Regions from separate parts of the Gossypium hirsutum genome. Here region 2 is linked to region 1. Evidence: chromatin contacts called from public Hi-C data. All regions are on one chromosome and are shown on one strand. Each heading gives the region's core, a stretch centred on a gene start, on an enhancer-like site or on the middle of the called end of the contact. The rest is flanking DNA. Distances are from core to core; before and after follow the strand shown.

Region 1 (4,154 bases), core at 1,240-3,739:
AAAATGTAATTTTACTATTACTATTTTAAAATTTTATAAATTATAAAAAGCTTAAATTAAAAGTTTACTATTTTAGGGGGGGTCATGGCGCCCTTGGGTCTCTTAGTGGCCCTGCCACTGTTCTAACTGGTATAGGGGTGCCAGTTTAAAATTGACCACCTTATCTTTTTCACAAGGCTTAGATATAACATTTCCTCCTAATTTTTATGGCCAATTAGAACCCTTCTTTGTTTTTATGGCTCAACTAAAACCCTCCAAAATGATATGAAAGAGAGTAAACAAAGAAATCTTTACAAGGTATGTGTTTACAAAAATTAAGCTCTCAAATAAATGAAATGAGAGTGACACAATATCTAACAATAAGCTCCTAAAGAATTTTTACAAGAGAACTGAATGAAGAAGATTAGAATATTTTTCTCTTGATCTTGATGCTTGGATTTTCCTCTCTTAAGTCTTGAAGTGTATTTATATCAAGAAACAAATTTGTGGACATTTATGACTGTTAGGGATGAATTCTAGTCGTTGGAAGCATTAATTTCGTGCTTAAAAACTGGCCCTGTAATGTATGTCTCAAGATACTAGAAAAATAGTTAACACAATCATCAAGTTCATTTTCCATTCCTTATAGTTATTTTCGTTGTACTTTTTCTTAATAAATATATTAAGGAAGTTCGTGTCATTTTCAAATTGTACAATAAAATCATTCATTTATTAATATCTTTGTATTAAGCAAATATTTGAAAATTTTTGCAACATATGATATGCATTAAGATATATATGCATCTTACATTAAACCTTAAAAATATTTGTAAGTCATTGTAATGATATTTCCTCCACCCATTCAATTAAATTACCTTGGGGTAATCTAAAACCAACTAGTAAGATCATGTATTTCCATCCAATTAATACGAAAACCTAATCCCTTATGTATTCACACGTATTAATAAATGCTTCATGTTTGGCCATTATTTTAACTTATGCAAAGTTTCGTGAGAAGTTACTTAACTAGAATGATCTTGAGTGTATAACTATAAACTCAACATCTATCATAACATGTACTATGAATGAATTGTCGGGGGACAATCTCAACAAATAACATGTATGACTAGTTGTCCTGTTAAATGAAATCTCCTAAGTGAAATCCACATGATAATACCTACCTCAAGGTCGGCAAATTATCATGTCATCACAAGAGACCATTGATGGAAACCATAGATCTTATTTAGGGACCTTCTCCCACTCAATCTTTTAAAAAATATGCAAGATTTTTATTTCTAGTTTCAATCATAAATGTTTAATATGTCATAAGAAGTACATGCAACATTTTTTCCTTAAGCTATATGACATGCTTATAGTAATATGCATGAACATTCTTTACATAAAAGTAGAAAACAAATTGACTCTGACCAGCCAAAAGTTTTCATGATTTCATCCTTAAAAAATAGATAAAAAGATTTACTATTATCATCCCAAAGAATTTTTTGGAAAATTTTAATTTTGAAGTTTTTTAATGTATTTTTAATATTTTTATTTTATTTTTAAAATTTTTATGTATTTTTAAAATTAGGATCAAATTGGCATAATGTGTGAACATTAATTTTTTTTTAGAATTAGGACTAAATTGATAGAATGTGTAAAATGTTAAGAGGTTAAATTTATAATTATACCCGGCCATGTCAATATTTCGTCTAGTGACCAAAGACATTTTAACAATGGAGTGACTAAAAATTATAATTGATCTAATGAGAGTTGTTAAATTAACAATAAATATTCAATGAACAAAATAAAAACTTATTAAAACTCGGGCGATTATCTTAGTAGCTTACCTAAAAGCCAAAAGCAAAGTCATGAGAAGAAATCAACACATTAAAACCACACTGTACTTTTCCCTTGAAAAACAATTTTTGTATGACTACTATAGAGATATCAATGAGCGGGGCCAAGTAGAGTCCCGGTTCCAAAAATTTTTCAAATCTAAGTTTATTTTTGGTTTGGTTTGGTTCCCTCAAAAAATTTATTTTACTAAAATATTAAAAAATAATCTATTTTACTAAAATATTAAAAAATAATTTATGTTATATATTTTAATTAAATTGAATTGATCCACCCAAAATATAAAAATATTTATTTAAACCCAACCCAAATTGAACTGGGGTTATCGAGTTGGGCGGGCTACCATGGAAAGCTCTAGACAATTGGTGGGTGTAAAACAAAGAATCCATTTAGGTAGAAAATATATTGTTTTTTTCCAATAGGAAAAGAAAAAGAAAGATGATTACATGCTTGGGGCAGTGCCGAAAAGTGGGATTTTAGTGGATGACTACTAAGTTAAGGTTGTGATGGGAAATGTTCAGAAATGATATGGGGTTAAATGTGCTGAATGATTATGCTATGGGCTCCTCTACTTTCCAAGCCCATCTTTCTCACATAGCATACCCTATAAGTGAGCCCCTATTTCATGGAATCTAATTTTAATTTCATTCTTCCTTATAAATCAAACCAGCAAAACAATTTACATGTTCATATTTTTATTTTATTTTTTTAATTATTTTTCATAAAAATAAAGAAGAAGAATAAGATAAAAAAGAAAATATGTTTTTTTTTCATTTTAATCTTTTTTAATTAAACTTCCTAATTTTAGAATTTATGGCAAAGCTATGACTTTGGAACAGGAACAGGAGACTTTTGTCTGGTGTGACATCATTGTAAGGTACAATGATTCACTCTCTTTTTTTTCTTACATCTCCTAAAAGTAGTAATTCAAAAATAAACCCCAAAAATAAATGTTACTGCAAATCCTTACAAATTTTCATTTTCGACACGATCGTAATCTAAACGTTGTTGTAGTAACAATAATGTGATGCCCCCATCGCTTTCACTTCTCATTAGCCTCCCTCTCTTTACCTTTTTCTTCATTCACTTTCTCTTTGTCTCATTTCCTTTTTCCCCATTTTATTCTACACAATACTGCTCAAAACAGCTTAGGGTTTCTTTTGTTTTTCCTTGACATAAAATCCCCAGATTTCTTCATAATCCAGTTCAGATTGGGCTCTTTCTCAAGGTACCCTCTTTTTCTCTCTTCATTTTGATTCATGGGTTTTCCTTTTTCTTTTCTTTTTTAATTTTCAAAAATTTCTTTTTGGATTATGGTTTCTGTTATTAGCTGATTTAGAGATAAGATGATGAACTTTCCTAATTTTTTTTAGTTTGGGTATTTCTCCCTTTTTGATATTTTAGAGTAATTTTCTTTTCTGGGTAATTGCTATTTTTGATGGGAAGTTCGATCTTTTATTTTTTTCAGTTTTGCACGTATCATTTTTTTGGGGACCATTGACGTATTTGAAGTGGGAGGGACAAGATTATCATTTCCTTCTATGATGTTTTAGGAGTTTGAAGTTGAGAATTTTTTTTTTTTGACCAATGATTGATTATGCAGTTAGATTTGCATACTGTTGGGAACATAATCTTAGGTTTGAAAGTGTTGCACATAATTATACTACTTCATGTTTATTTGCAATCTTTACACTTTTGAGATACTTCTTCAGAAATTCTTTCTGGTTTTGTTGCCAACAATGACACTTGTCTGCATTGCTCTGTGATTTTCAATCTCTATTATTGCCTTTTGGAAATAATCTTGATTTCACCTGTTTATAACTATGGAAAAGTGCAACTTGTTTGTTCTAGGATTCTTCAAACAAAAACGCATCTAAAAAGAGAAAGGGTATAAGAGAGTCTAACAATGTGCAAAAGATGTGAAAAAAAAACTTGGCAAATTGTGGCTCCATTTATATAAAGGCCAAAAATAAAAAAATTGTGAAGCTTGTATAATCAACAACATTTTCTTTGTACTTGTCTCAGTGATTCACATTGCATTCTTTCTGTTGTACTACTTACGTATTGTCTTTCCTATTGAATGTGAATGTTTAGATATATTATTTGGTGAACTTATGAGAGATGGTCACTTTTAAAAAATGCCTTATTAATATTATATTCTTTGCCTAGTTATCCTAAAATTCATTTTGTTGGTTATTATATTATTGTTTATTTTTCCTTCTTTTTTTTGTTATTTCTCTATTCTTATTTTGTGATCTATAGCAATTCGGTTGTTTTTTTCTTCATCTGAATAAGACCATAATATTATGGTGAGTCACTAA
Region 2 (4,154 bases), core at 1,114-3,613, 340 kb before region 1:
GCTTTTGTTTTTCATCATACATGACATAAGATTCAAGGCATGAAATCCTATACTTTTGCATGATAACAAACTGAACGCAAGGCTCATGACCCCAAAAACAAAAGCATCTTTGAAAGATAAATTATATCAGTGTCTTGAAACAAAAATATGTATGTGGATAATCATAAAACCTTAACTTTTCAAAATTCATAGTATTCTTTAGCATATACTCCAAGACCCCATCTCTCAAATCTTTTTTTGTCTTATTCATCTCCTTTTGTTCAATTTTGGCACCTTTTCAATTGAACACAACTACCCTTCGGCTCATTTTACTATAGATGGATGTCTTCACGCCACAAATATGAATATATATATATTCCTTGTCATTTTTCTTGAACTCTGCCGTGCTAGGTTTGATTGCCAAAAAGTCTTTAAGGAATAACTAATAGCCACAAATCTATTCTTATTTTATTATAATCTTCTCTCATGTCTACCTTAATAATCGGACAAAAATACATATATAGTTTTAAACAAGCCTCTCGTAAAAAATTAATGCAGTCATTTCCCTAGTCCACAAAATACGCTATATTTAGCTCCTTATGACATTTAATTTTCAGCTCGTCTTCATAGGGGAAGCAAACTTCACTATGTCTAACTCATTAAGAAATGGGATTAGGTCCCAATGAAGGAAATTACCATTGACTTTTCTCCCACGTGATGATAATTAGCCACTTACTTCGTCAAGTTTTGCATGTAAAAGTTGTTTTATGGAAGTTGAAAAAAAAAACGCATGTGCTTAGGTAATATACTCGTATACTTGACCGCCATTGTCAGGAATGAAGGAGTCATAGCAATGACCATACTTTGTTTTGGCTATGGAGATTTGAAGATTTTGAATGAGGGGAATTCTTGTTTGGTACAATAAGTTTTATAACTAAATCAATAACTCACCAACCAATAATGCACGTAGCCTCACACCCATGCACGAAGATTTATTCCATGACTTTACCTTTGATTTACTATTCAATTTTATTATTAACTCAAAAGATCGAAAATTACATTATGAACTACATCAGCAATAAAGGAAAATATATACTCTAGAAAAAAATACAACTAGTAAAAAAGCAGATAACAAAAAATACATCTGATTGTTAATTTTTTTAATTAATAAGTCAAGTTATAAAATTATGAAGTGTACTCATATTTTTATATTAAAAAAATTATTTAATACGTTACAAGTGAAATTTTTAAACTTGGAAAAAATAACTTTAAAAGTTAAAACATAAAAAAAATATTTAAAATCAGTTGATAATGTGAAAATATTTCATTTTAATTTATTTTCTCTAAATTTCTGTGAAAGAAATATAAAACTATGTGTATGTCATTGATGTCATTTTCACATTCACATTTATATCAAGTTTTCACACCATATAAGAAAAAAGGATTGGATAACATAGGAAGGAAATGGAAGTAGCTATACGGGTGATTAGACGTGTGCGCCACACGCATTCATCACTATTTAAGTTTGATTAAGTCGATGCTTCAATCAGTAGTTAACCTGGATTAGGATCATGATGACATTAGCAATAGCATTAAAAAGCCAAATAAACAACCATTAGTGGACTTTGGGGGCGCAAATCTTCTTTCCTAATTGCATCCTACAAATGAAGCATTGGGAATATAATAATTAAAAATGATCTTTTGGAAAGTCCAGACCAGACATCATAATTAAGTTTCTAATTAAGCTTAAAAAGAAAATGCTTATAATGAAAAGGGTTCTAAATGAAATTTTATTTATTTATGGAATTTGTTTTAGAAAAATAAAGTGATAAAACAAAATTAGCAAAATGGAATGCAAGGCATTTAGTTTAGGGTAGAAAGTGTTAAATGGTTGAATGGGGGGTATTTTAAGTAATTAATTAATATAAAGGAAAAGTATAAGGTAGCATGCGGGATGTGGATAAACATGGAGCATCTACTGAAATTATTCTTACTTTTCACTTCCAGTCAGTTTAAACGTATTAAACACTCAATTCCTCGGTCCAAGTATCATTGAATCTAGTTCTTCCAAAAGTTGTGATTATGAAATGCTCTTTTGTTTTTTTCATATGAAATAAATAGGTTATTTTAAGATTTGGGATTTAAATTTGGAATTTTATTCATCTATAATCTCAACTAAATAAATGTTGAGGAAAATAAAAGAAAAGGGTGATGGGGCTTGACATATGGCAAGTAGCTAATTAACAGAATAACAATCAATCTAACACTGTAACCCACTAAAAGACTCATTTTTGACCAATCTTATCATCTCGTAACTATCCTTTCATTTCCATCTCCTTTTGCCTTATCCCCAAACTCCCTTTTTTTTTTGTGAGTGTGGGGTTTTGTTTTTCACCTTACCTTTAGTATCCATTGGAAGGGGATGAGGTCCCCATTGGCCCCCATCCCTCCATTCCTCACCAGCCACCATCTAACTCCTAAAAAAACAAATACCTCCCCTTAAATATTGAAAAATTAAATAACAAGTTAAAGATATACACACATTTACGGCAGTCTGACTAGGACTGCCATAACAATAACAATCTTTTTGTCCTTTTGCATCCCAATATTTATTCTTATTATTACATATCTAATATCAATTGTAATTAAACTTTGGTTTATATCATCAAGTTTACATGACACAACTTCAAAATCCTATCATATCTCTCCTCCTCTCTTTATATTAAAAAGATGAAAAAACTTTTAAAAAAAAGGAAAAAAAAAACAAAACAACCTTAATAACATTGCAATCTGTTCATCTCTCGAGTTATTTGCGTAGTTGAGAATTATGTTTTTTGTTATATTAGCCCAAGGAAATAAAGCTTCAAGCCAAAGTAAGCAACTATCTAAGATATCTAAGCTTTAGGAACATCCTGTTAGCATGCAACATTTAAATAACAAGCAGCTATTAATCCAACAACAGTTTTGATATGTCAAGGGACAAGATCAAGAAAAGGGTTGAAGGCACGGTCTCATTAAACCAAGGACACTTGCTCCTGTCAATCACATGTAAAGGGTAATTTCATAATCATGTAGGTGATAATCTTATGGCAGCTGGAGGCCCATATATAAAGACTTAGGTATATTTCCTTCATCATTCTCTCCTCACTACTCCTATCATTATTTGACAAAAATCTACCATAACCTTCATCACATCCATTATGATGGTTGGTGACGAAGATAGGATTTGTTTCTTCTACATAATGAGAGTGATGTCTTAGGCCCATTGGTAAAATTATAATAGAAATGTGTTTTCATGCTCAAATGATTCGATATGAGATACTAGACTCATTTGTATATCTTAGCCTATTCGAGATTAATGAAATAAAAGAGTAAAGTATACAAGTGTAACCGTTCCAAGGCGTGTTCTATCTAAATATCATGTTGAAAGAGATAGACTGCATGATAACATTCTCACAAAAAAGTTATGTTAGACCACAACTTCTTACAACTTTGGTAGCCGTGATGCATTATTAAATATTACTCATTATTTGTAATATTAAAAGTGTTTTAATATTACTATCAACGTTATAAGATTTTATAGAAATATTTAATACTTAAATTTGGGCACAATACATGCATGATGCATATATTAGAAGGGTTTTAGTGATTTTAATAGGGTAAAAATCTTACTAAACTTATTTATATAAGATATTTAAATAATTTAGTTAAATAGATTTTATAAAATTCAGATAAATAGATTTTAGAGGATATTTTAAAAGGATATCATGTCCTTTTCGCATTGCCTTATCCTATTGAGAATGTGGGATTATTCAAAAGTGTATTGAAAAAACAATATCGCAATCATATTGTTAATTTAGCCAACACTCTTTGACTAGCACACAAAGAGATTTTTTAGAAAACTCTAAAAAGTTCACAAAAAAATTTCCAGTTGTGTTCACTAGATGGATTGAGTAGATGTTAGAACGAAAGGTTGCGACTATGGTTTGCAACGTACTATTAGGAACGATATCACCATTTGTATCAAATTAAAAGGCACAAATTTATCTACTCAGATAAGAGAAGGTATATTTTGAACCATATTTAATTCATATTTGTTATCATGTACATGGATCCATGGTGTGGGGTCGTTATAATTTTAAATTCCTTTGTGCTACTGCTCTTTGGTAACCCAA

Evidence for each region. Hi-C and Micro-C count contacts between places; a contact is called where the count stands out from the background.
Region 2: a contact with region 1 is called in a Hi-C map of leaf, with 2.9 times the contacts expected there. The contact joins the enhancer-like site here to the promoter of LOC107892245 in region 1. A contact is called at or near these places in 2 of 34 Hi-C or Micro-C datasets (both in leaf).

The regions. Positions count from the first base shown.
Region 1 is chrA11:100,880,996-100,885,149 of Gossypium_hirsutum_v2.1, reverse strand. LOC107892245 reads left to right here and starts at 2,489. Exons shown (of 4, transcript XM_016817271.2): 1 at 2,489-3,061.
Region 2 is chrA11:101,221,795-101,225,948 of Gossypium_hirsutum_v2.1, reverse strand. No RefSeq gene overlaps it. Among protein-coding and RNA genes, the nearest start is that of LOC107892429, 21 kb to the left of the region's middle. Within about 2 kb of position 2,363, at least 3 of the 9 cell types and tissues checked have an H3K27ac peak or open chromatin away from gene starts, as enhancers often do. A contact at or near this core is called in leaf, where this site is marked.